Linked DNA regions of Callithrix jacchus: region 2 is linked to region 1. Evidence: chromatin contacts called from public Hi-C data. All regions are on one chromosome and are shown on one strand. The core of a region is the stretch at or near the end of the contact, and the rest is flanking DNA. Distances in the headings are between cores, read along the strand shown. Region 1 holds the start of RASD2 (RASD family member 2). Region 2 has its middle 39 kb from the start of MB.

Region 1 (6,836 bases), core at 2,518-5,017:
TCTTCTGGCCAGTGGTTCTCAAACTTTGGCGTGCATCAGAATCACCAGGAGGGCTGGTTTAAATCAGGTGGCCTGGCCTCTCTCCCAAAGCTTCAGTTTCATGGGCCAGGGGTGAGGCCTGAGATTCTGCATTTCCAACAAGTCCCAGATGATGCTAACACCGCTGGTCCAGGGACCACAGTTTGAGAACCACTGCTCTAGCAACCATGGCTGCACATTAGAATGACTTAGGGGAGCTTTAAACTATGTGGTGATGAAACCCAACCCCAGAGCAATTAAATCAGCATCTCCAAATGGGGAGCCTGGGTTCTGATATCTTTTGAAAGCTCCCCTAGGTGATTCTAATGTGACGCCAGCATTAGAAACTACTGTTCCAGAAAAGCAGCCGGGGGTGTAACAGGACATTAGGCAAATGCCTTTTTTCCTGTTGGAATAATTCCTCTTGGACCCCAGCTCAGCCTCTCATTAGCTGCCTGGCTTTGAACAGTCTCCCTGAACCTCAGTTTCCCCTTTTGTAAGTGTGGCTGTTAGGAGGACCAGATGAAAGTCTCCTCACTTTGTCTGTCTGCCCTTTCTCCATCTCCAAGGAGAGTTTGTGTATTTCTTCTGCTCTGAGACTGTTTGGCTGAACACAATTCAATAAGCATTTATTAAAAACTTACAACGTGTGAGATGCTACCCTTAATGATGTGGGAATACAAGGATGAATCAGGCTCTGTCCCCACTCGGAGGAGCTCACATGCTAATGGGGGTGACAAAGCATATGTCCAAAAATGAGGCAGGAGGTAACACGGGCTATGGAAGAAGTGCCCGTGGCGGAGGCCACTGTGTGTGAAGCATTTTGCAGTTGATTTTAATCTTCCCAACAACTGCAGAGGCAGTTACTATTGTAACACGCACTTTACAGGCCAAGAAACTGAGGCTTAAGGAGAGGATCCGTTACCCACAGCGCAAAAGCCAAGCTTTGGTGCTGTGGGGGCACAGAGGAGGAGATCCACACCATTAGAAAGGCTGGGAGTAAGTTTTGTGGAGAGAGGTGTGGACACAGCGCTCTGAAGAATGTGCAGGAGTTTGATGGGTAAATATTGAGAAAAGGATATCCCTGATAAGAAACCAGCATACCCAAGCCCAGAGGAGGCGAAGCCTGGGTTCTTTACCCAGAAGTGGTTTGATTTTGCTGGAATGTAGGCTGGCGGCAGGGCATGGTGAGAATTGTGTCCTGATAGGAGGTTGGAGGCCTTGTATGCTAGGATAAGGAATTTAGATTTTATATCTTTTTTTTTTTTTTTGAGACAGATCTTGCTCTGTCGCCCAGAGTGGAGCACAGTGACACAATCTTGGCTCACTGCAACCTCTGCCTCTTGGGTACAAGAGATTCTCATGTCCCAGCCTCCCAAGTAGCTGGAATTACAGGCACACGCCACCACGCCTGGTTAATTTTTATATTTTTAGTAGAGACAGTTTCGCCATGCTGGCCAGGCTGGTCTCAAACTCCTGGCCTCAAGTGATCCTCCCACCTTGGCCTCCCAAAGTGCTGGGATTATAGATGTGAGCCACCATACCTGGCCCAAGATTTTACATCTTAAGCAATGGGGAGCCCTTGAAAATTCTTGAGCAAGAGATGACATTTTTAGAACAGGACTAACATGATCACAGGTTATACGGAAGAGAGGGGATGACAGGGAGACTGGTGAGGAAGGGGGCAGCTATGACAAAGGGTCCAGTGAGAAATGATGAGGCAAGTGGACTGTGGGGAGTGGGGAAGGGGAAAATAGGCACACATGGGGAGTGTGCTGTTGCCACGCAAAGCTTCCGTGGGCATCAGTGGGTCCCTTATGTGTACTTGCGTATTGACTGAGCCATTCTGTACTGGGAGCGGGGGAGGTGAGGAGCAGAAGGCAGTGCACCTCCCCGGCTTCTCACTCCACATTTAGCTCCCCTCACTATGGGGGGTATAGTCAGTGGGGCATGACCCATTCTGTTGGACAACTCTGCAGAAGCAGGGAGCCATGGGTCCCTGGGCTGCCTGCCACATTTCTGTGATGGGGGTGGCAGAGCTGGCCCAGTGGCCTGAGTCTTCCTGACCCCAGCCTTCCAGGTGAAGCGTGCCACCCTGCTCACCTCCCACTGCCAAGTTCACCGCCAGCTCAAGGCTCGAAGCCTCTGTGCGTCATGACCAGCACAAACGCTCCTGGGCAGAAGCCAGTTCCCAGAGGCAAAGTCTGGATGTGGAAAATGCACCTCGATGAGATCCTGCCACTTGCCACCAGGTGACCTTGGGCACATCCCCTGAGCCCATCTATGGCCTAAATCGGGGCATTGAACACAATTAGGTAGCACAAGTACTGCACCCTCCAACCCTACCTGCCCCATCCTCTCTGGTCAACTTTGCCGGAGAATCTCAAGATGCTAGAGAGACAAGCAAAGCAAGTCACTTTCCATACTCAAAGTCCCAGGCCATTTCAGCACTTCTGTCATTCTGTGGACCCAGCAATATCACACCCATTTTAGAGATGGCACAACCAGAATCCAGACACTTTTCATGACTGGCCAAGGGTCAGATATCTGGGTAATTAACGAGTCAGGACTTGAATGCCAGTCTCTCAGCCAGTGGAGCTGGCCCCTCAGGTGCCCTCCCTAATTCCTGCTGCCTCTTATGAGGTAGGGAGGCCAGGTCTGGGGTTGAGGGTGAGGCTGGCAGACATCTCTGAGGTCCAGGGGTCTGGAACTGAGGGACACAGACAGCACCGCATCCCTTTGCTGTATCACACAATGAGAACATTCTCTTTGAAGCCTCCTGATAAGTGAAGGAGAAAGTCTCTGTTAGGTGCTAATGAATGTTTAACACCTCGCCAAACCTTGCCAATCTCCCTTTTTCACTGAGGGCACATCTCAAGCCTTGGAAGGCCACAGTTTCCAGCTATATTTAATAACCTTGCTTTGTTTTCACTGTGCTTATTTTAACTCTAACTTTCTATTTATGGCAAGTGATACTGCTTTCCCATTTAAGGCAGTGATATAATGATTCTCTAAAATCAAGTGTTTAAGGGGTGGGGAAAGCGGATTTGGTATTAAAAAAAAAATTAAATAAGTGGTGTGGCTATATGGCCCTGTGAGAATGCGTGATGTTTGCCCTAGGTCAAGCCCCTTGCTTAAAAGTGAAAAGGGAGAATGCCGGCGGAAGAGGCACTGCCCAAGGCACCCAGTGTGTCCCCGGCCGCGCTCTCTGAAACGGGCATGCCTCGAAGATCTCTGGCCACTAAGCCAAGGTGACTCCGGTCCCTCTGGGCGACACGTGCACGACCCATGTGCCAGCCCGCAGGGTCCCGTGGGCACCAAGACCTCGGGAGGGTGGAAGCGGCTGGAACGGGCGGATTGGACACCTGGAGAGGCACGCGGACACTTCCGCGAAGGAGGAGGGCGCTGGAGCCGCGGCGCGCTCGGCAAGCAGCTGGGCACCCCGGGCGAGTGGGCAGGCGGGCGGACCCCACGCGGGTCACCTGCGGCCGGGCCCGGCGTGCGTGTGAGCGAGCGCGCAGACGTCAGCCTCCGAGGCCCGTGCAGCCTTCCGGGCAAAGTGCGCGCGCCCGGCGCCTCCAGCCGCCCCCAGCGGCCCAGGCACCAAGCGCCAGGACACGCGGAACCGCAGACGGCGGCGCCCGGGAGGCCGCGAGCGTCGAGGGCGGGGCCGGGCGGGCCGGGCCGTGGGACCCGCCTCCCATTGGCCGGGCGCCGGGGCGGGGCGGGGCGAGCGGGCTCGGGAGGGCAGACGCGGGCGCTGGGCGACGGGACGCGCCGCTCGCGGGGGGCAGGTGAGCGACGCTTGCACGGGCGCGGGAGGGCGCCGCTGGGACCGCCATCGGGAGCCTGGGTTTCTGCCACCTTTCGGAAGGCTCAGCAACTTCCTCGCCCTGCGGGTGGCAGAGGGGCGTCTGCCTGCAGGAGAGGGCAGGAGGGAGAAGCCAGGCCACGCGCAAAGTTCTTCTCCTCTGGGGACAGCAGGAGGTGAAGGAGGAGGAGGAGCCGGTTGCTGCTAACTTGGAGCTGCGAAACCTTGGGGCGGCGTTCAAGGCCCCCTCCCACACGCGCGCAGAGCAGAGCTCCCTGCTCCTCCTTCAGCTGCTGGCGTCGCCGCGCGCGGGGAGAAAGGAGCCGTCCCTCCGGCGCGGGGAGAGCTGCAGAGCCGCGGGCAGAGGAGGAGGCCGCGGCCGACCCCGCCAGCCCGTTACCCCCCATCCGAGCGACCCTTTTCGGGGCAGGCGGAGAAGGTGGCATAGGCGACCAGGAGGGTTCGCCCACCCGGGACACGCACCTATAGTCACCTCCAAAGGACCCCCACTCCCCGAATCTCTAGGGGCTGCTCCTTCATCACTGGAGTCGCCCCTACCGCTCTACCCCTGGCCCCGGAGCCCCAGGCGGGGACCCCCGGATCGAACATCCCCAAGCCTCCGGGCACCTGGCTCAGCAGGAGGCCTCCGGCTCCGGGCAGGGCAGGGCCGGCGGCGGCGAGCCGGAGCCCGCCCCCTGCCCGGGCCCCGCCGAGCCCTCGGAGCCCACCCATGGGGCACCAGCCTCTCGCGCCTCCTTGCCCGGCCGCGCCGAGCCCGGCGCCCCGAGCCGCGCAGGGGAGGATCCAGGCGCAGTGACCCAAGAGGCGCCACAGACTCTGGGTGGCTCGGCGGCGGCTGGAGCAGCAGGCGGCTGCTCCCCGCAGCTCCCGGCGCTTCCAAGCAGCTCTTCTAGCCGAGTCAGAGGCCCGGCCCGCCATTCACAGGTAGGAGACACCCCAACAGAGCTGGGGATCTGGGAAGTGGAGCGGCCGGGAAGAAAGGGTAGAGGCTTGGGGTAGGAAAGCTCAGTGGTTCCTTGCATGACCCAGAGAAAGTGAAATTGGCTGAGCACCTTCTATGTGCCGGGGTCGTCTGGCAACTTTACATACCTAGAGAAAATTAAATTTTTGGAGCACCTACTCTATGTGTCAGACTGGGTGCTAGACCCTTTACTTATCCCAGGAAAGAAAGATGCATTGAGCTTCTACTATGTGCTAGTTTTGGTGCCAGAGGCTTTCCATTTAAGAGAGCTAGAGTAAGAGCCCATTTAAATAGGAGGAAACTGAGGCTCAGGGAGGAAGAGTCAACGTCCTCAAACATTCCTGTCCCCCTTCTGGAGCTGGCTGCAACTTACATACCTGGAGGTGGGGAAGGAAGATTAAGGAGCTCATCCCTTATCCAGAGTTCTTGAGCTTTCTCTGGGTTGGTGCAGAGTGAATTTCCTGGATGATTCCCTTCCCAGGAGGGGTTTCCTGTAACTTAGCTGTCTTGGAGGGCCCAGAAGGCAGCTCTGGAGGCCTCTCTGTGCCCTCCCCTCCCCATGTCCCCAGCACTGGAAGGATGACGGGGGATGTCCAAGACCTCATGGAAAGTGGGAAGCCAGGCTGGGAGCGGGCAGCCAGGTCAGGAGCCGGTGATTGAGGCCTCTGGTGATGTCAGAGACAAGATGGGATCCCTGCAAGACCTGTGCCCGCATTCCAGTTCAGCCTCACCTGCTGCTCTAGGCAGCCCCATGACTGCCAAGAGAAAGTACCACAAAGAAAAGAACCCAACACGTGTTCAGGTTTGCGGCGGGCCAGGAGCTGGGGCAGCCTCCAAACTTATTGGAGGCCCAGAGCTACACAGGGGGTTTGTTTCTTACCATTAACATGGAGTAACCTGAGCCTCGGGAGGCCAAGTCATTTGCCCAGGGCTGCTGGGCTGGTGAGAGGCAGAGCTGGCCTGCCAGAAGCCAGATGCCTGCCTACCTTCTACCGTCTGAGCTGCCAGATGGGGTTGGCTTTGATGGTGTTGGCTTTGCCAAGCCCCCGGACTCTCAAAGTGGCAGCTAGAGGCCAGTGACTGCAATGTACGTGTCCAAAGAGGCTGAGTGTGTGCTGATGGAGGAGGCATGGGAGGGTGGAGGAGAGGCAGTCCAGTGAAACAGGCTCTGGGGCACATACCAGGAGGACACGTCCAGACGTCCTGCTGCCTGTGCCCATGTGACCCCTCCATCTTCTGGGCAGGCCTTGGGGGAGAGGCTCCAGGGAGAAGTGGCGAATCCACATGTGCACTTGCTGGGAGCTGGCTGGCAGGGTTGGGGGAGAATCCGGGGAGGTGCCCACCCCCTCCCTGCCCCACTGCTTGCAGGCAGAGAGGGAGTGAGAATATAATATGCCTCAGGGGTCATCTCCCTGCCTGACACCAGCTGAGGCTTCACTGAGTCAGATAGTGTTTTGAAAAAGACAAGTTTTGGTCTGGGGGTGGGTTTTCATAGAGTTAAGAGCTAGGCTTTGGAGTCAAAGCCTGGTTCTGATCCCAGCCTAGCCAGTCATCTGCTGTGTGAACTGGGGCAAGTGACTTAACCTCTCTGAGCGTCAGTGTCCCCATCAGTCAAGTAGGCTGATGGATGCTTTCCTGGCTGTGGTTACTGTGTCCCCAGGATGGCACCTCCTCATCTCTGCTCTGGAAACTTTCTGCCTCCCACCTGTCCTCAGAATGGCCGTGTGGTAGGCTCAGAAGTCACTGTACGTGTATTCAGATACCTGTGCTGCTAGAGGGTCTCTGTTGAATCTTCTGCCTCTCTGGGCCTCCCCTCTCTGATTCCCTACTTCCTCTCTCTGGTTCTCTGCCTCCTCTCTCTGATTTCCTGAAATCCATTCAGTCATTGATATTGGACTCTAAATTCCCAAAGGGTCCTTCAAATGCAGCCCTGTCTGCTGCTCACTGTGTGAGGTCAGCCTAGCTGAGGGTGAATGGAGAACAAGCTGCAGAGGAGAGCTGTGTCCGTGAGGCTGCCCATGGTGC
Region 2 (6,453 bases), core at 3,620-6,119, 44 kb after region 1:
TAATCCAGGAGAATGTAACCAACTGGCTGGGGATCAGAGGTCAAGTTCTTTCTTTCTGGTTCCTCTTTCCTCCCAATTCCACTGGACGCTGCCTCCAGGAGACTTCTCACAGCTGTCTGGATGGGCCGCCTGGGAGGAGCAGGGTGGGTGGGGACAGGAAGGCCTCAGACTTTTCCCAGGCTGAAGATCTCCTATGAGCGGCTCTCCCATTTCTCCACAGCAGCTGGGCTGGCTTCTGATGTGCCTTTCCCAGACCCCGCTGGCCCCTGTCTGCGGCAGATACACACGGAGGAGCAGTGGTCAAGAACGGGGCGGGGTGGGGGAAGGGCCTTCGAAGAGGAGGACTCATGGGGGCTCCGGGCCTGCACACACCCTGTCAGCTTGGGGCGCAGGTTGCAGGTCTCTCTGGCAACTCCAGGCGTCAGTTTCCTCACCTGGAAAATGGGTTTGGACTTGGTGATTTCACCCAGGCTGCCCAGTGCTAGACACTAGAACAGACCAAGCAGCCCAGGACCTTCCCCCAAGAGAGCTCCTCAGCCCCCTTTCACCTCTGCAAGATAGGGGCAATTCCCTGCCTCTGGCTTCAGGCTCCACCTCTGGAAAATGGGCCAACTGAACTGGAATATCCTGGAGTTCTTTTCCTCTCTGCCGTTCTGTTGTAGCTGGAGGAGAACGGGGTAGTGCTGGGAGGGAAAGAACATCTAGGGAGCTGCGCGTGCATACCAGGTGCTTTTTATTTGCTAGCTCGTCTGTCTGTGTCTTAATTTCCTGCTGCTTCTGTAACAAATTATTATAAACTTGGTAAATTAAAACAACACACGTTTATGCCCTTACAGTTCCAGAAGTCAGAAGTCCAAACTCAGTGTCACTGTGTGAAAGGCGCCAGTGGGGCTGGTTGTCCCTGTCTTTCGACACAGAATCGATGCTCTCTTCATTCCCACATCACATGGTCTCCGTCTCATCTCTTTCTCTCTCTCTCTCTCTTTTTTTTTTTTTTATCTTGAGACAGAGTTTCTCTCTTCTTGCCCAGGCCGGAGTACAGTGGCGCGATCTCAGCTCACTGCAACCTCCACCTCCCAGGTTCAAGCGATTCTCCTCCCGAGTAGCTGAGGTTCAGGCATGCACCACCACACCCGGCTAATTTTTGTATTTTTAGTGGAGACAGGGTTTCACCATGTTGGTCCAGCGGGTCTTGAACCCCGACCTCAGGTGATCCACCTGCCTTGGCCTCCCTAAGTGCTGGAATTACAGGCGTGAGCCACTGCGCCCAGTCGTCTCATCTCTTTCTTCCCACTGCCACACGCCTGCCTCCCTCATAGAAGGGTCCTTGTCATGGCGTTTGGCTCATGTGGCCAATTCAGGATAACGTCTCTCTTTCCAGATCCTTAAATTAATTACATCTGTAGAGTTCCCTTTTCCGGCTAAGGTAACGTTCACAGGTATTTGGGGGATTAGCACACAGGTGTCTTTGGAGGGCTCTCACGCAGCTTGCTGCATCCGTCCACACAGGGCGGTCATGGAGCTCAGCTTCCAACCCCAGTGCCTGTCACTTTCTCACTGTGTGAACTTGGGCAACGACCTAACTTCCTTGGCTCTCATCCTCCGCATCCATAAAACAGAGATAATGGCAGAGGATTATTAAGACAGCGCAGGGGCCCGGCACGGTGGCTCATGCCTGTAATCCCAACACTTTGGGAGGCTGAGGCTGGCAGATCACCTGAGGTCAGGAGTTCAAGACCAGCCTGACCAACATAGAGAAACCCCGTCTCTATTGAAAATACAAAAAAATTAGCTGGGCGTGGTGGCACATGCCTGTAACCCCAGTTACTTGGGAGGCCGAGGCAGGAGAATCGCTTAAACCCGGGAGGCGGAGGTTGTAGTGAGCTGAGATCGCACCATTGCACTCCAGCCAGGACAACAAGAGCAAAATTCCGTCTAAAAACAAAACAAAACAAAAGCTCAGGGGAAGCTCTGAACACGGGCCCTGCTGCTGATGCTGAGTGAATGTATACAGTGATAGAGTGACAGTAACACCGATCATGAATCGCCTGTGTTTATTGGTGCTCCTTGTACCAGACACTGAGCTGAGTGTTGAGTTTACATAGGTGAGCCATGTTGACATGAGCCTGGGCCTCGTGGAACGTACCAGAGAACCAGGAAGACAGTCTTAGAACAAATAGTCACACAAATCATTAGGGAATTATCGGAGCCGCCCAAGGCCACACAGCCGGGAGAAGAAGTGGGTGGGATTCACACTCAAGTCTGTCTGATTCCCAAGCCTTTATTTTTCCATGATACTCCCAGCCCACCAGAGACCGGAAGTGACTTGCCAAAGGTCACACAGCAAGAGAACAGTCCATTGCAGACCAGGATCTCTGGGCATCCTGCCCAAGGCTCCTCCCAGAGGAAACTCTGAGACATAATAGTAAATTACAAAGTGACAAGCTTGCTCTGTGCCCGGAGGCAGAAGGGACATTTTACGTCCCCAGTATCATTCAGTTTCCATGATGCACAGAAGAGCCTTGGTGCCCTGTTTCACAGAGGAAGAACCTGAAGTCTCAAAGGGGTTCTGTGACAAGGCCAGGGTCACCCAGCAAATTAACTGCCAAGCAGAGATCCAGAACGTTCTCTAAGAACCTGGCCTGGCTCAGAACTCCGCAGTTCAGATTCGACCTCCACACCTTTTCCTAACTTCTGCACATCCTGCCTGGGCCCGCCTGCAGATCTTCGCTCTTTGGGGTCTCCTACAAGTTGGGGGAGGTAGGTGGCTGTGGTTTTTAGGGCGGAATCCCACAGGTGGAATTCTTCCCTAGGTCCGCCTGCGGGGAGACGGGTGGCCCGCTAGTGCCATCTAGTGGTCTTGAAGAGACATGCCGCTTCCCCGGGGAGCAGCAAGAGATCCCACAGAGACACCGGGAGAGAGAGTGACACAGAAGGTCTTCATCCTCCACCCTGCTGGATCCCGGTAGCAAACTGACAAAGCTGAGCTGAAGGTGATCGAAATGATCCTCCTCACTTTGCAGTTGAGGAAATCGAGGTTCAGAGAGGAGAACGCCACACTGCAGCCAGTCAGGGGCAGACACAGGTGGCTGGAGGGATGGGCGAGGAGGTGGAGCTTGCCCTGAGCCTGAGCACTCTGGGAGACCAGGGCAAGACAAGTGAGCTCTTGGTGGAGACTCCTGATTTGGCCTGGGGATGGGCAGGGGGCATTGGCCCGGGACAAAGAGGAGGGTATGGCTGGTAGGAGCTGGATTATGGGCCAGCTTCTGAGAAAGGGAAGAAGGTGGCTGGTAAGAGACAGAGTGTCCTGGCTGAAGTGATCAACCAAGGCTCCACCGTAGAGAAACCCCATGATCTAAGGCCGAGCATGGCTGGAGAAACCCCATGATTCTTAGAAACAAACATGGCTAATGAAATTCCATCAATCTAAGGCACAAACATGGTGGGAGAAACCCCATGATTCTAAGGGACAAATGTGTCTGGGGAAACCCCATGATTCTTAGAGACAAACGCGGCTAATGAGATTCCATCATTCTAAGGGGCAAACAAGGCTGGAGAAATCCCATGATTCTAAGAGACAGGAACTTGAGATGCTCACTCAACAAACCATCACTGACCATGCACTCTGTGCCTTACCCACCAGGGGCGCTCAAGACCCACACACCAATCAGACCCGGTCCCTGCTCTGCAGGACTCCACAGCTCAGTGGGGCAGGTAAACAGATGACAGCCTATCAGAATCAGGCCAGAGAGATCCAAATGGCCCCCTCAGAGGGGCGTGGGCTCTGCAGCCAGACTGATCTAGCCGATGACGCTAGCAAAAATAGTGGAAGGGCCAGGCGTGGTGGTGCACATCAGTAATCCCCGCTACTCCGGAGGAGGATTACTTGCACCCAAGACTCAGAGGCTGTAGTGTGCCATGATCATGCAGGTGAAGAGCCACTGCACTCAGCCTGGGCAACATAGCAAAATCCTGTCTCTAAAAAAGATGGTGGAGTGGCTAGCATTTATTGAGTGCCTGCTATATACCAGGCACTATATAAGCACTTTCAATTAGCTAATTTGGTGAAACCCAGACCCTCTCTAACTAGCGGTGTGACTTTTGGTAAATTACTTACCCTCAAGATTCTCATCTGTAAAACAGGAGCCATGTGCCTACCTTGCTAGGCTATGTGAGGTTAGAATGAAGTGTGTGTGTGTGTGTGTGTGTGTGTGTGTGTGTACCTGGAATACAGTAAGTGCTCTATAAATGGTAGCCACCATTGAAATAATAAGTGCCATAATGCAGGAATGACCAAGAGTTCCCACAATCTCTTGCCTATCTAGTGTTATCTTTTTTTTTTTTGAGACTGAGTCTTGCTCTGTTGCCCAGGCTGGAGTGTAATGGTGTGATCTCGGCTCACTACAACCTCTGCCTCCCAGGTTTAAGCAATTCTCCTGTCTCAGCCTCCTGTAGATGAAATTACAGGTGCTTGCTACCACACCCTGCTAATTTTTTGTATTTTTTAGTAGAGACAGGGTTTTGCCATGTTGGCCAGGCTGGTCTTGAACTTTTGACCACAGGTGATTCACTCACCTCAGCCTCCCAAAGTGCTGGGATTACAGTAATAAGCCACTGTGCCCAGCCTATTCGGTGTTATAGGACTGGAGGTAATTGTGTCTGAGGTCAGGGAGAGAAGGGAATCGGGGAACTCCCTGGAAAGGAGTGGGGACTTGGCCAGGACCTGAAAAGGGCAGGAGGTACTGCCCTCTTCCCCTCCTCTGCCCCTCCTCTCCTGCTCAGCTCCCCCTTCCCCTCTAGGGTACACCCTCTCCCCTCCATTCCCATTGCCCTGGTCCTGACCTCACCATTCCTCTCCTGGCCTCATGTTTCCACTGGCCTCCCTGCCTCCACTCCTTCCTCCCTGTAGCCAGAGGAAGCTCCTACAACCCCAAGGTGGCTGTCCCTGCCTCCCCCAGCTTTCCTGCTCGTTGACCCCACCCCAAAGGAAAGCCCACTCAAATGTGACGGTCAAGACCCACCCCATTCATTACACAAGCCTGTTTCTCCTTCTCCTTCCTTGAGTCCACAGAGCCCAGAGTTCCAGCCGCCTGGAACTACAAAGAACTACCTGCTGTCCCCTGCAGACCTTGTGCTCCCTCCAGCCCATGTTGGCCACCTAGAAGTTTCTCTGCCCACTCATCTCTCTAGATGGCTGTGCCACTTATAGGTGAGCCTTCCCAGGCACCCCTCCTGTGCAGGATCAGGGAGATCACCCTCCTCCCCCTTCTCCCACAGCTGTGCTCCCATCCCCTGTCCTGGGTGTTCCAACGCTTGTCTTACGTGCCCATCTCCCATACTAGATGGTTGCCTTCCGTGAGGTGAGATCACCCCTGGGAAATGCTTCAAACAGTGCCTCCCTCCAGGTCAGGCCTCACAGCTGGGGCCACGTCTTTGTCATCTTTGCGCGCCACTGTTGAATAGTGGTGATGACACTCACATTTCTGAGCACGTGGTACACCAGGCTCTCAAAGTATCTCCCTTAATCCCTCCAACCCCATAGGAGGTAGGATCTGCTATTATCCTCTTTTACAGATGAGGAAACTGAGGTCAAAGAGGGTGGCCAAGAAGCATGAGAGCCAGGCGGGCCAGTTCCAGGGGCCACCACGTTGGCACCTCTCCAAGTCTGCCTGCAACACCCTTCCCCACTCCCTGGTCCCTGGCAGGCTCCTTTCACCCTCAGGCCTCAATCCCAAAGCCCCGTCCTTGGAGAAGCCTTTTCTATAAGACCCTGTTATACAGCATCAGGCCACCCTGTCTGTTTGCTTCGTAGAATGTGTCTCAAGGTTTTTTTGTACCCGACGCTCGTGTACACACACAGCCACAGACACACATAGACACACTTGACTGTGAGGGAGATAACCATGCTTTTGCTCACGACTACATCCCTAAAGCAAAACACAGTTTAGCCAGCCTCCGAGGTGGTGCTCAGAGATCCCGGCTTCTTGATATGCACACCTTTGCGGAGTCCCCTTCCACACGGAGCAGAGGACCTGTGTTCCGAGAGGATATTGCGTAAATGCCAGAGCGTGACTTCTGAGGCTGGGTCATGAAAGGTACTGCACTTCCTCCCTGGTTCTCTTGTACCACGTGCTCTGGGAGAATCCAGCTGCCATCTTGGGAAGACACTCAAGCAGCTTTGTGGAGCGATCCACATGGTGAGAGACTGAGGCCTCTGGCCCACGGCCAGCACGACCTGGCCAGCCGTGCGAGGGCGCCACCTTCAAAGGGGATCCTCTGTCTCCTGTCCAGCCTCAGATGACTACAGCCCTAACTGACATCCTGCCCACAACTGCAGGAGAGGGATCCTGAGCCAGAACCACCCAGTCAAGCCACTCCCAAATTCCTGATCCTCGAACACCGCATGGGAGAAAAATGCTGATTGTTCTAAGCCACTAAGTTTTGGAGTAACTT

What was found. A called contact is a pair of places that touch in the nucleus more often than the background predicts.
Region 2: a Hi-C map of skeletal muscle shows a contact between it and region 1, with 2.6 times the contacts expected there. The contact joins the enhancer-like site here to the promoter of RASD2 in region 1. A contact is called at or near these places in 2 of 3 Hi-C or Micro-C datasets (both in skeletal muscle).

Annotation. Positions count from the first base shown.
Region 1 is chr1:206,377,298-206,384,133 of calJac240_pri, forward strand. RASD2 (RASD family member 2) reads left to right here and starts at 3,768. Exons shown (of 3, transcript XM_035271245.3): 1 at 3,768-3,812.
Region 2 is chr1:206,420,077-206,426,529 of calJac240_pri, forward strand. No RefSeq gene overlaps it. Among named protein-coding and RNA genes, the nearest start is that of MB, 39 kb to the right of the region's middle. Within about 2 kb of position 4,870, at least 2 of the 16 cell types and tissues checked have an H3K27ac peak or open chromatin away from gene starts, as enhancers often do. A contact at or near this core is called in skeletal muscle, where this site is marked.